Regions from separate parts of the Rattus norvegicus genome. Here region 1 is linked to region 2. A link is a contact called in public Hi-C data. All regions are on one chromosome and are shown on one strand. The core of a region is the stretch at or near the end of the contact, and the rest is flanking DNA. Distances in the headings are between cores, read along the strand shown.

Evidence for each region. Hi-C and Micro-C count contacts between places; a contact is called where the count stands out from the background.
Region 1: a Hi-C map of Schwann cells shows a contact between it and region 2, with 9 times the contacts expected there. The contact joins the promoter of Irs1 here to the enhancer-like site in region 2. A contact is called at or near these places in 6 of 12 Hi-C or Micro-C datasets (the A7r5 cell line, Schwann cells, frontal cortex and 3 more) and 1 of 1 datasets of contacts at active chromatin or transcription factors (oligodendrocytes).

The regions. Positions count from the first base shown.
Region 1 is chr9:91,049,345-91,055,234 of GRCr8, forward strand. It overlaps Irs1 (insulin receptor substrate 1), which reads right to left and starts at 4,615. Exons shown (of 2, transcript NM_012969.2): 1 at 307-4,615. The coding sequence starts at 4,035. The coding sequence ends at 328.
Region 2 is chr9:90,379,253-90,385,169 of GRCr8, forward strand. No RefSeq gene overlaps it. Among named protein-coding and RNA genes, the nearest start is that of Nyap2, 530 kb to the left of the region's middle. Within about 2 kb of position 4,614, at least 42 of the 93 cell types and tissues checked have an H3K27ac peak or open chromatin away from gene starts, as enhancers often do. A contact at or near this core is called in the A7r5 cell line and Schwann cells, where this site is marked.

The sequences.
Region 1 (5,890 bases), core at 3,365-5,864, 670 kb after region 2:
ACTGGTTTTATAGAATGTAAGTCTTAAAATGCCTCAGCGAGTACTACACTTGGGAATTCTCACATACAGAAGCCCTTCTGTGGCTGCTCCCGACAGGTTTCTTTGACTATCTGCCAGGTGTCATTGTGAGGTGAGCATCTGTGTCCCCTGACCCACACACCCCCACCTCCTGAAAGTATATCCTCCCCAAGGACACTGTGGGAAGGAGTGAGAAGGGAAAGAGGGAAAAGAACAGAACTCAAGCTCCCCCCACCCACATGGTAAAAAAGCACTTTTGTCTTCTGACTTTGCCACCATAAAACGCACCTGCTGTGACGTCCAGTTAAGCTATTGACGGTCCTCTGGTTGCTTCTGGAAGTTGATGCTGGCATAGGTGCTTAAATCCTCACTGGAGCGTCTTGGGGAGCTGCCCTCATTGCTGCCTAAGGGTTGGTGAGGGGGAGGGGGTGGCAGGGACTGCTGTTGAGAGGGGCAGTCTTGAGGGTGCTGCTTAACATCCTTGACCAAATCCAAGTCTATATAGTTAAGACTCTTCTCCAATCCCCCGGCAGCCCCGTACCCTGGAGCCGACTCCTTGGATGCTCCCCCTAGATCCCCGGGTCTCAGCCACACATTCTCAAAGGATGCAGAGCTGTGGCGTTTCACATCCTCACTGCCACCACCGCTGCCCCCTCCTGCAGCCCCTGCTCCAAAAGACACTGTGTTGCCAGCCCGCGTAGGCGCCGAGAAGGTCTCGGAGCTGTGCCTCCTCCGGCAGCCTTGAGTGTCTGCACGAATCACTTTGGCACTCTGGTTATGGTTGGGACTTAGGTTCACCCTGGTGAATGCGCTCATGCCCCCAGGTCCCTGAGGGCCTCCCAGCAAGGAAGAGTGAGCGGCCTGCTCAGCGGCCCCTTGAGGTGTAACAGAAGCAGAAGCAGAGGCTGTGGAGGATGGAGGGGGGGCAGCTCCTGTGGTTCTGGGCAGGCTCACCTTCTCTGCAGCAATGCCTGTCCGCATGTCAGCATAGCTGACTGGGGCCACTGGTGAGGTATCCACATAGCTTTGACGAGGACAACCTATCTGCATGGTCATGTAATCACCACGGCTATTTGGCACCGACCGGGTTGGCCTACAAATGGAAGCAGCCCCTGGAGGTGCAGGGCCTACTCTGCCCAACTCAACTCCACCACTCTCCTGCCAGGTTGCCCTCCGGCCTGGCCCCAAGTCCATGTTCATGTACTCTTCCGAGCCAGTCTCTTCTCTGGGAGCTGGGTGGAGCTGGGGTAGACATCGAACTGAAGGGGAGCTACGGGAAGTTGCAGGGCCAGCTAAATAGCCTGGCTGGCCACTCCCGAATTCAATATTCACATATTCTCCTGGGCTTTTGGGCTCGGGAGGGTGCAGGGAAGACTGCTGCTGCTGTTGCTGCTGCTGCTGTTGCTCTCGTACCCGGGGTAAAGTGCTTGCCTTGGGATCCCCCAAGGACAGCCTTGTGGGTCGAGCCAGGCGGCTGTTGGTCTGTGCAGCTGTGTCTACCTTTCGAGGCAGATGGGGCTGCAAGGCATGGTGGTGGGGATGTGTGACGCTAGACTCTGGCCTAGCCCCACAGTAACCCCCACCCAGGCTGTCGCTGCTGGTGGAAGAGGAGGAATCTTCGGCAGTTGCGGTATAGCGAAGGCGTCCAGAGCTTGAAGAGAGACGAAGATGCTGGTGCCTGGCACCCTCCTCTGGCTCCCCAGGGCGCTGGGTGTGCTTAAAGGACCTTGGTAATGAGTAGTAGGAGAGGACAGGCTTGTGCTGGGGATCTTCTGGGCCATAGTAGCATTCTGAGGGGCTGCTGGTGTTGGAATCTCCCACTGGCGACATGTTCATGTAGTCACCAGTGCAAGGCAAGAGCTTACCACCACCGCTCTCAACAGGAGGTTTGGCATGGGGAAGGGCATGGGTATGGTGCCCCCCTACTCCGTTTGTCCATGGCTTCCCATAGCTGCTCCCAGAAGGGGCTGCGCTGATGCTGCTACTGCTGCAAGACCCACCTCCAATGTCAGGAGAGCAACTACCACTGGGAGACATCATCATGTAGCCATTGGGGTCCACTCTCTGTGGGTGGCGCCTGATGGGGTTAATGATCTGCTGGGGGGCAGATACACTCTTGGGGCTCATGGGCATATAGTCCCCATTTCCTTTGCGGTTGCTGGGCACTGGAGCCACTCCGGGAGACATGGGCATGTAGCCATCATCGGTGTGGAGGTTGGAGGAGTCTGGACGGTGGTGGCCCCCACGACGTTCCAAGTGGTGCATCTCTAGACCCTCCTCGGGATAGGAGTGGGTGGGCACGAAGGCGGAATGCCGGTAGCCGGGCAGTCGGCCTCCACTGCCACCTCCTGGTGGGTAGGCAGCGGGCATCATCTCTGTATATTCCTCAATAGAAACCACTGAGGACTGCGAGGGGGTCTTCTGGTGGGATATGGTGGGGGACGTGCCAGCCGAGTGAGTTCTCTTCCGAAACCGGTTATCCAGATCTGCTGCACCAGCGGCTTCGTCTCCAGTCAGCGCCGGGCTTGTCCCCATGGTAGCACCTGGGATGTAGCGATGGCCGTTGCCACCCCTAGACAAAATGTAGTGACCATTGGGAGCTGTCAAGGTGGAGGCTCCCTTGCCACCCATGCAGATATAGTTGCTCAGCTCCTCCTCACCCCTGGCTGGTGGGGTGTGGCCCAGGGAATCTGGGGTGACACTGCGGAAGGAACTTCGGAAATCGCAGGGACTAGAGCCATACTCATCAGAAGAGATGAAACCGCCATCGCTAGGAGAACCGGACACGGAAGCACTAGAGCGCCTCGGGAAGAGACAGTCTGAAGTGGAGCCGTGGCCACTGGTACTACTGGATGACAGGCTCACTGGGCTGGTGGCTGAAGGGGAGCATCGTGAAGAAGGCATAGGGATGGAGCGGCTGTGGTTGAGTGGGGGGTGCAACCTGGAGCTGCCTCGATGCCGATGGGCGTGGGTCCTGTTGGTGCTAGGGCTCACAGGACTGCCATCCACTGATGCTGGACGGGACATGGTGCCTTCGCCATCGCTGGAGGCACGCACCCTGAAGGAACCTGGTTTCCCACCCACCATACTGGCAGGGGAGGTGGCAGTGATGCTCTCAGTTCGAGATCTCCGAGTCAGCCCCACTTGGCTGGGCGGAGGATTGTTGAGATGGTGCCTGCGCAGGGGAACACTGATGGGGTTGGAGCAACTGGATGAAGATTGGCTTTTGCTGCGCGGGCGAAACTCATCGCTCATGGCCCGCATGGCCTCTAGAATGGTCTCATGCATGTTCTGGGCCACCACGGAGTCATCCACTTGCATCCAGAACTCGCCGGGCCCGGTCACAGCTGACCGCCCCACCTCGATGAAGAAGAAGTTCTCTGAGTGGCCACAGCGTCTGATGTTCATCAGCTGCAGCACCACAGCGGCAGCCTCAGAGTTGAGCTTCACAAAGCTGATGGTCTTGCTGGTCAGGCAGAGGCGGTAGATACCAATCAAGTTCTTTGTCTGACCTAAGCCCTTGGGTTTCAGGATAACCTGCCAGACCTCCTTGAACGCGGGTCCTGGGCCCGTGTCATAGCTCAAGTCCTCCCCTGCCTCTCCGACGCCAGAGCTGCCGCTGCAGCTACCACCGCAGCCTCCTCCAGCCCCGTCATGGTGGGCCTTTGCCCGATTATGCAGCTGCAGAAGAGCCTGGTACCAGCTGTCTTGTTCAGCCTCGCTATCCGCCGCAATGGCAAAGTGTTCGTCTCGGGTGTAGAGAGCCACCAGGTGCTTGTTCTTGGAGTCAGCCCGCTTGTTGATGTTGAAACAGCTCTCGAGGGGGATCGAGCGTTTGGGGGCGCTCGACTTGTGCCGCCACTTCTTCTCGTTCTCATAATACTCCAGGCGCGCCGGGCCCCCGGCCTCGCTGGCCGCCCGCAGCACGAAAAAGCGCTTATGCATACTCTTGGGTTTGCGCAGGTAACCCACCTTGCGCACGTCTGAGAAGCCATCGGTATCCGGAGGGCTCGCCATGCTGCTGCGGAGCAGAGGGAGGTGTCGAAAAACTGGGTGAGGGGTGGCTTCTCGGTGCGGCCCCGCACATGCACTCCGGGCTGGAGGAAGCAAGCAGAAACCCTGACTCCGAAATTCACGCCGTTCCTGGCGCTGGGGAGGGGCAGCCGAAGGACGAGGTAGCTGCGCCAAAGGAAGATAGCCTGATCCGAGTTTAAGGGCGTTTCATGCCCAGAGGGAAAGGCAGTGGGTCTAGGGTGAGTGCAGCCGCAATCTTCCGAGGACTAAGTCTCCCCCAGTCCTTGCAGCAGAGAAGGAGCTATGGTGCATCCCTTGCCGCCCCTGGTAGAGTCCGATGCAGGGAGGCAGAGACGACCGGAGGAGTCCCCGCTTGGCCCTCCAGGCGCGCGCTCCTTCCCTCCCGAGTTCCCCTCTGGAAGTAGCGATTCCCCAGGCAAATTAAATATCCTTGGGCAGGGGGAGGCGGGCTGCCAAGTCCCAACGTTGCACGGGGTTCTCCCTCCTCCTCCTTCTCCTCCTCCTCCTCTGCCTCCTCCCACCCTCCAACAGTCCCCGCCGCCACCAGCCGCCCAAATACCAGCTCAATCGCAGAGACCGCGGCGCTGCGGCTGTTGCTGCTGCTGCTGCTGCCGCCCGAGGACGCGTCCTCTGCAGCCCGCACTCGAGCCCATCTCGGCGGGCGGGGAAAGTGGCTTTTCCACGCGCAACGCTACTGGGCAGCTGGGGGAGCAGGGGACGGTCCAGAGGGACAGGCTCATCCCTGCCCCTAGCTCCAGTCCGCAAGGGAGGAGGGGAGGGGACGAGGGAGGGAGGCGAGGGGAGTGCGGGGGGGGGGAGGAGGTTTGGGAAGAGATCGGGGAAGACGCCCGGTCCTCGGGAGGCGCAGCCGCCGCAGTTACTTCTCTCCTCCTCCCTCCTCCTTCTCCCTCCTCCTTCTTCCTCCTCCTCGGAGAGTTGCCGAGAGCCCCAACCAAAACAAGCGGCGGCTGGCACCGCGCGCCGGCCCTCCTCAGACCGCGCCGCCGTCTCACTCCAGAGGAGCAAAACACGTGACGGAGCCTCTGCGCTCTGCAGCCGGGCTGCCGCCGGGAGGCTCCAGCCCGGGTCTCTCTCCCTCTCCCTGCTTGCTCTACATTCCGGGCCGAGCCCGCCCCACGCCCGCCCCTCTCCACCCCCCGGCCGTGCCGCAGAGGCGCCCGCACTGGCCCTTTACTGCAGCGCTCGGGCAGCGCCCCTGCGTGGCCGACAGAGCCCGGGGCGCTGCGCCTCCCAGGCCCGCGCCACCCAGGGCGCCCCCGGCCCGCAGGAATCCCCGCGGCGGGAGGGCGGGCGTGTTTGGGTGGCTACCGGAAAGCAGGAGGGGAGTCTGGGAAAACGGGAGGGGGCGGTCTGGGGAAGACGCAGGAGTGAGGGAGGGGGCAGTTAGAGGGGGTGCACTGCGGCTGCAGAGCCCCGAGGGGGTGGAGGCGCTGGGGTGGAGGGGGCGCAAGTGACCTGCTAGCTCTCACCCAACAGGTAAAGGCGACCCCCGGGAGGCAGCTGGAGGTCAGTGTCTAGGTGAGAGGCCCTGGTAGGGAGATCTACATTTTTGTAAGGTTTTCTAAAGGACTTCTGGGCCAGTCTTCCACCTGAATCTTCATATGTGCCGCGGCGAGGCACCTGGAAGGAACAGAGAGGGACACCCAAGGGCAATGACTGTTGGCTGGGTTAGGGTCTCTCGAAATCAAGACCTGGGATCTCACGCCTGGCACTATGAACCGCAGATCACTAAGGAAATAAAATGTAAATGTCACCATGTCTCTCTCTTCCTGCAGGTGAACAGGGATTCACACTTAGGGATTGGTGCAAAGGATGG
Region 2 (5,917 bases), core at 3,364-5,863:
ATGCAGAAATGGAATGGGTAGTTCATTGTGCCTCTCTGATGCATGTTTTTTTTTCTTTTCTTTTCTTTTTTTCTTTTTTTTTTTTTGTGGCCTTCCCCTACTGTCACAGGTTGCTGTAAGTCTGGCAGGATCTCAGGCGGACTGTGTGGGTTCTACCGGGGGAATGGACAGGTATGGGTGGATCCTCTGTCGGCCTGGGGTGAAGGCCATCTGGACACCTTTAGCTCTCACAGCTGGCTTAAGAGGTGCCCTTTCTTCTGTCCCTAATGCTGAAATGATCATCCAAGCCTTTGCTTGTTCTTACTCCCTTTGTCTTTTTGAGGCTTATAAACACTTGTTTTCGGGTCTGTCCATAACTGTTCAAAGGCACATGTTTTTTTTTTAATTTATTTAATACTTAATAATAATTCTTTGGTTTCCGGGCAAACATCCCCCTCCCCCCTCCCCTTCCTTATGGGTGTTCCTCTCCCAACCCTCCCCCCATTGCCGCCCTCCCCCCAACAGTCTAGTTCACTGGGGGTTCAGTCTTAGCAGGACCCAGGGCTTCCCCTTCCACTGGTGCTCTTACTAGGATATTCATTGCTACCTATGAGGTCAGAGTCCAGGGTCAGTCCATGTATAGTCTTTAGGTAGTGGCTTAGTCCCTGGAAGCTCTGGTTGCTTGGCATTGTTGTACATATGGGGTCTCGAGCCCCTTCAAGCTCTTCCAGTTCTTTCTCTGATTCCTTCAACGGGGGTCCTATTCTCAGTTCAGTGGTTTGCTGCTGGCATTCGCCCCTGTATTTGCTGTATTCTGGCTGTGTCTCTCAGGAGAGATCTACATCCGGCTCCTGTCAGTCTGCACTTCTTTGCTTCATCCATCTTGTCTAATTGGATGGCTGTATATGTATGGGCCACATGTGGGGCAGGCTCTGAATGGGTGTTCCTTCAGTCTCTGTTTTAATCTTTGCCTCTCTCTTCCCTGCCAAGGGTATTCTTGTTCCCCTTTTAGAGAAGGAGTGAAGCATTCACATTTTGATCATCCGTCTTGAGTTTCATTTGTTCTAGGCATCTAGGGTAATTCAAGCATTTGGGCTAAAAGCCACTTATCAGTGAGTGCATACTATGTATGTCTTTCTGTGATTGGGTTAGCTCACTCAGGATGATATTTTCCAGTTCCAACCATTTGCCTACGAATTTCATAAAGCCGTTGTTTTTGATAGCTGAGTAATATTCCATTGTGTATATGTACCACATTTTCTGTATCCATTCCTCTGTTGAAGGGCATCTGGGTTCTTTCCAGCTTCTGGCTATTATAAATAAGGCTGCGATGAACATAGTGGAGCACGTGTCTTTTTTATATGTTGGGGCATCTTTTGGGTATATCCCCAAGAGAGGTATAGCTGGATCCTCAGGCAGTTCAATGTCCAATGTTACTTCCACCGTTTACCCACACATATGAACCTTGACTGGTAAACTGTATTGGGCATGGCCTGGAGTTGCAGGAAAAATAGGGACAAAATTCCAGTAGCATCCTCTGTGCAAAGTATGGTTGCGATTTTACCTTCATGTTTTCTGTGGGGGGAAAAAAAGCAAAAACAAAAGGGAGAAAAAGGAGAGAATATATTTGCCATGTCCTGGAATAGATTTCTGTTCTCCAAGAAACATGAACAGATTTCATTAGTTTTTTTCAAAGGACAATTATACCTTTTCAGAGGGTAAAGAAACAACCCCAAATCCATCAGTTCCACAATAAGAACAACAGAAAGGCATTTTGTAGATAACAACTGACAACTCTTTATGCTTCGAGCACTTTTGTTCCATGAATAAAGGTCTAAACTAACTTACTTATATCCATATGGACAACTCAAGATAGATACATTAAAATCGACATTTACAAAGTGGTATATTAAAGAAGGCATTACATTATGGAAAAAAGATACCGAGATAGCACTCACTTGCCCCTTTAATATTCACAAGTTGTGAATTATTTTAGAAACAGTGATGGAAACAAGAGTTCAGATTTATTTGAAGAAGCCCATGTTGCATAAATTTATCATAACAGATAACCTAAGCAGCTTTTTGTAGAGACCTAATTTAAGAACAGATTAGAACAACATGTATATTATTATGTATGAAAATGCTGATCTATCAGATATATAACATGTATATATACTCACACATATGTTCAAGTGTACATATGTAATGCATGCTTAATGTATATTACAGTAAATGTGTGCTTTACATATGCAATGATTTAAAATGTATAGAATAAAATGCAAAAGTACCTTTTAAGTAAATTAAAATGATTTTCTAAGAATACATGCAGTGCAAATTTTATAAAAAAATGCATGTGTTTTTTATCTTTCATTTATGTCTTGTTTTTATACACTGAATGTTAGATATTTTATCTTTTATTTTTCCACCTGGACTCAACTTATTCTCCTGTAATAGAATACCCTGGTACAATAGGAAAAGCAAAAGCTTATCTGATGTTAGTAGCAATAGCTTATCTCTCTCAGCTGAGGAAGTAAATGAAAATTCAGAACGTCTGTGGAAAATATTAGATATGTGTTTATATACATCCCAAATAATCAGTGATCATTAGCTACTCTGAGGAGAGAGCATGTCTTGGATTAAGTAGCTTTTCACCAAATGAGGGAAATAGAGAAACATTGAACTGAGAGAAGTCAACCTTCAGTACCCAAGCAGTTAAAGAAGGAACGCAGCTGAGAAATACACCACGTAACATACTGAGTGAAAGGGACAAGTGTGTGAACAGAAAACCCTCAAACTCTCTCTCTCTCTCTCTCTCTCTCTCTCTCTCTCTCTCACACACACACACACACACACACACACACACACACACACACATGATGATCAAATAAGTAAGATTTTTTTAACACAATAGTAATCAGAAAAAATCTGAAAGCAACCTGGGATTTTTTTTTTTTGTTGTTGTTGTTGTTGTTGAAATAATGGCAGTGCATTGTTAATCATTTTTGAGATTTATTTTTGTTTAAGTTTGTGGCTGCTCTGTCTGCATTTATAGCTGTGTACCATGTACATGTAGTGCCCACAGAGGCCAGAAGAGGGTACCAGCTCCCCTGGAACAGGAGTTAAAAGCTGTTTAGTCATCAGCTGAGTACTAGGAACTAAACCTGGGTCCTGACCTGGAGGAGCAGACTGTACTCTAACCCACGGAGCCATTTTTCTAGACCTATTTGAGAGACCATGAATGAAAAAGTCTAGTCACATGCAAGTTGTGTCTTGGTCCTTCTGAAAAGTGTTTTGCTGGTATCCTATTAAGTTAACAATGTTATGCTGCGCTGATTCCAGTGCGTGTGGCCTTCATAGAGCACCAATGTGCATGCTAAAAATACCTAAGTATCAGTTCCAGCATGACTTACAATATTAATAAAACCTAGAAATCACAAAATACTGTGTAGCTGTGCGAAGAATTACACAGATTTATAGGCTCGGATACAAAAATTTTCTGTCTCATAAATACATAAAAATCAAGTTACAGAAATATATATGAAATTAAGATGTTTAAAAACATATATGCGTGTGAAAATACATATAAGGCACAGATGATGGTAGCATAAAAATGACTCCTGGGGAACGGAATAATTTGGAGCAAGTGGGAGCTCCTGGGAGATGTCATGTTTTACATTGAATTTGGGCAAGAGCTAGTCTGTTTGAAACTGTTGAATTGCTTCACCTTGTCAACTTTTAGTGGAAAAAGGCAAACACGTATGTACACGTTACCATGTACAAAAGTGTGTTCCACTTCAGGCAAGACTTTCTATCTAGTTGCAATGTGTTTCTAGAGACTGTGCCCAATGCCCAGGCAGACTCCCTTCTGCTTCCTATGCCTTTGCTATGGGACCATCCCTCATGCTGGAGCTTGTAAGGTATGTATAGAGTTCTGCCCATGTGTTAAGGAGGACCCACTTACAGGTCTGCTGGTATCTCCTGTCTAAATAAGGAAGGGTGCTTTCACACCTTGCTCTGACGCCCTTAGAAAAAAGTCAGATTCTCCCCCAAATCACAGAAGTGTGTGTGTGTGTGTGTGTGTGTGTGTGTGTGTTGTCGTCCATGGGAAGAAGTAAACTTGTATGGAATACCATTCTTCAAGTACAAGTACACTTAAATATCCATATATTAAAATGTACGTGCCATGCCCGTTTCCTTCTCCTACATAAAGGAGTCAGGCCCAGGCCGGTGTCTTTCTATTTGATCTTAATCCCTCTCCCCTTCAGCGTGGCCAGGAGCACCCCTCTCTTTGTAATAAATAGCTCGCAGAGCAAGACATTCAGTCTGTCCCCTTTGATCACCTCGGAGCTGTCAGCTTGTGCTGCTGTTTGGCTTCCAGCTCTTGTTCCTGCCTAAAAGTGGAAGTAATGCCCCCTGAAAGAAATACCCTAGGTGTCCTGCAAGGCTGCAATCTATTTCTTCTTTTGTTGCATACGCCCCCTGGGGCCCGCCCTCCCAGCTTGAACAAACTCCCCCCCACCCCCTCTATATCTTCGAAATTCTAGTTCCTTCTACAGACACTCTGCTGTGCTCCTGTGACCCCCTGGGCCAGACTGTCTGAGAAGCTACCACCCTGCCAGACGGGGGAGGCTCCTCCTGGCTCCTCCTCCTTCTGCCTGTCGCGGGCTCCGCAGAGCTCCGCACTGCAGGCTTTTGTGGTCACTGGTCCTCAGGTCTTCATCTGAGGCGGCTAGCACCATTTCCCTGTACCTCACCCAGTGGCTGATCTCCCCTAAAATGCCCCCGTTTCCCTGCATTCACTAGAGACTTGGGATTGCCCCGGAGGACTCCCTGGGTTGGCATTAGGGCCCCCAGCTCTGCAGTCAGCTTTTGAGATGTGGGGAGTGGCGCTGAGATCGGGCTCAGCTGCAAGCCTTTGCTGATGCCAGCAGTCAGGGCAGAGAACACATTTGCAAGCTCTGCTCCTGGTTTATTGCGGAGATTATAAGCAATCTGTCTCCTCTCTTATCATCGCGTCAGGCCTGTTGTATAGTTTGTAAATATTGCTCAAAGGAAATAATTTGCGAAGGTAAACAATTGGGAGAAAAGTATATGGACCGTGAGGTTTGTCTTTAATGTGTTTACAGGACAGGAAAGGGGTCTGGGATGAGAAAATTATGGGGTAGGATGGGGAGGGGAGGGGAGGGGAGAAGAGGGGAAGGTTGATGACCAGAATGCTGATGATTCTGTGATGGCGACATAACTAATTAACTGTAATGTCGCTTAAAAGCTTCTGGCTCTCCCTGACATTGCTCGAAAGTATGCATTATTTTAAAAAGAGAGCTAAGATGTAGGAGGGGGTTGAGTGGCTTTAAAATGACTGAATACCACTCATTGTGCTGGATTAAAAAAAAAAGGAAAGAAAACCGACAAACTGCAGTGGAAATAAATACAGCATTGCAGGCTGGTGTGAGGCCACAGCCAGGGAAGCGAGGGCTGCTAAGTGGAAAATTCCTGCAGAGGACGTGTTTCTGTTTCCAGTGGGAAGAAAGAGAGTGTTGTTGGGAGCGGGCAGTTCTTTAGAAAATACCAGTGCACCATGATGATGACCGAACGACCTAACTGAACTGGGAGAAATGAAGCAAACAAAACGCTTTACCTAGTGTACTGTATTCTTAGAGGCTGCTGCAGGCTCCCGGGAAAAGATTGGAATCTGGGTTCTCCCTTTCCCTGGGTCTAGACAGAAGGAAGGAATGAAGAGGCTATGGGAGCTGACAGCCTCTGAGAGGGGAAAGCCGAAAACTGGGGGCGCCTTTGCTCCTGAAATAGTCACATCCTCAGAGCCTGGGTCCTCGGGTCCTCAATACTGAAATGACACACCAGCTTTTCCTGGAGGATGCCAGCTGTAGGAGCATTCTTCTGTTAGAAAGATCCTTGGGTCTTGAGAGGACTTTCCCAG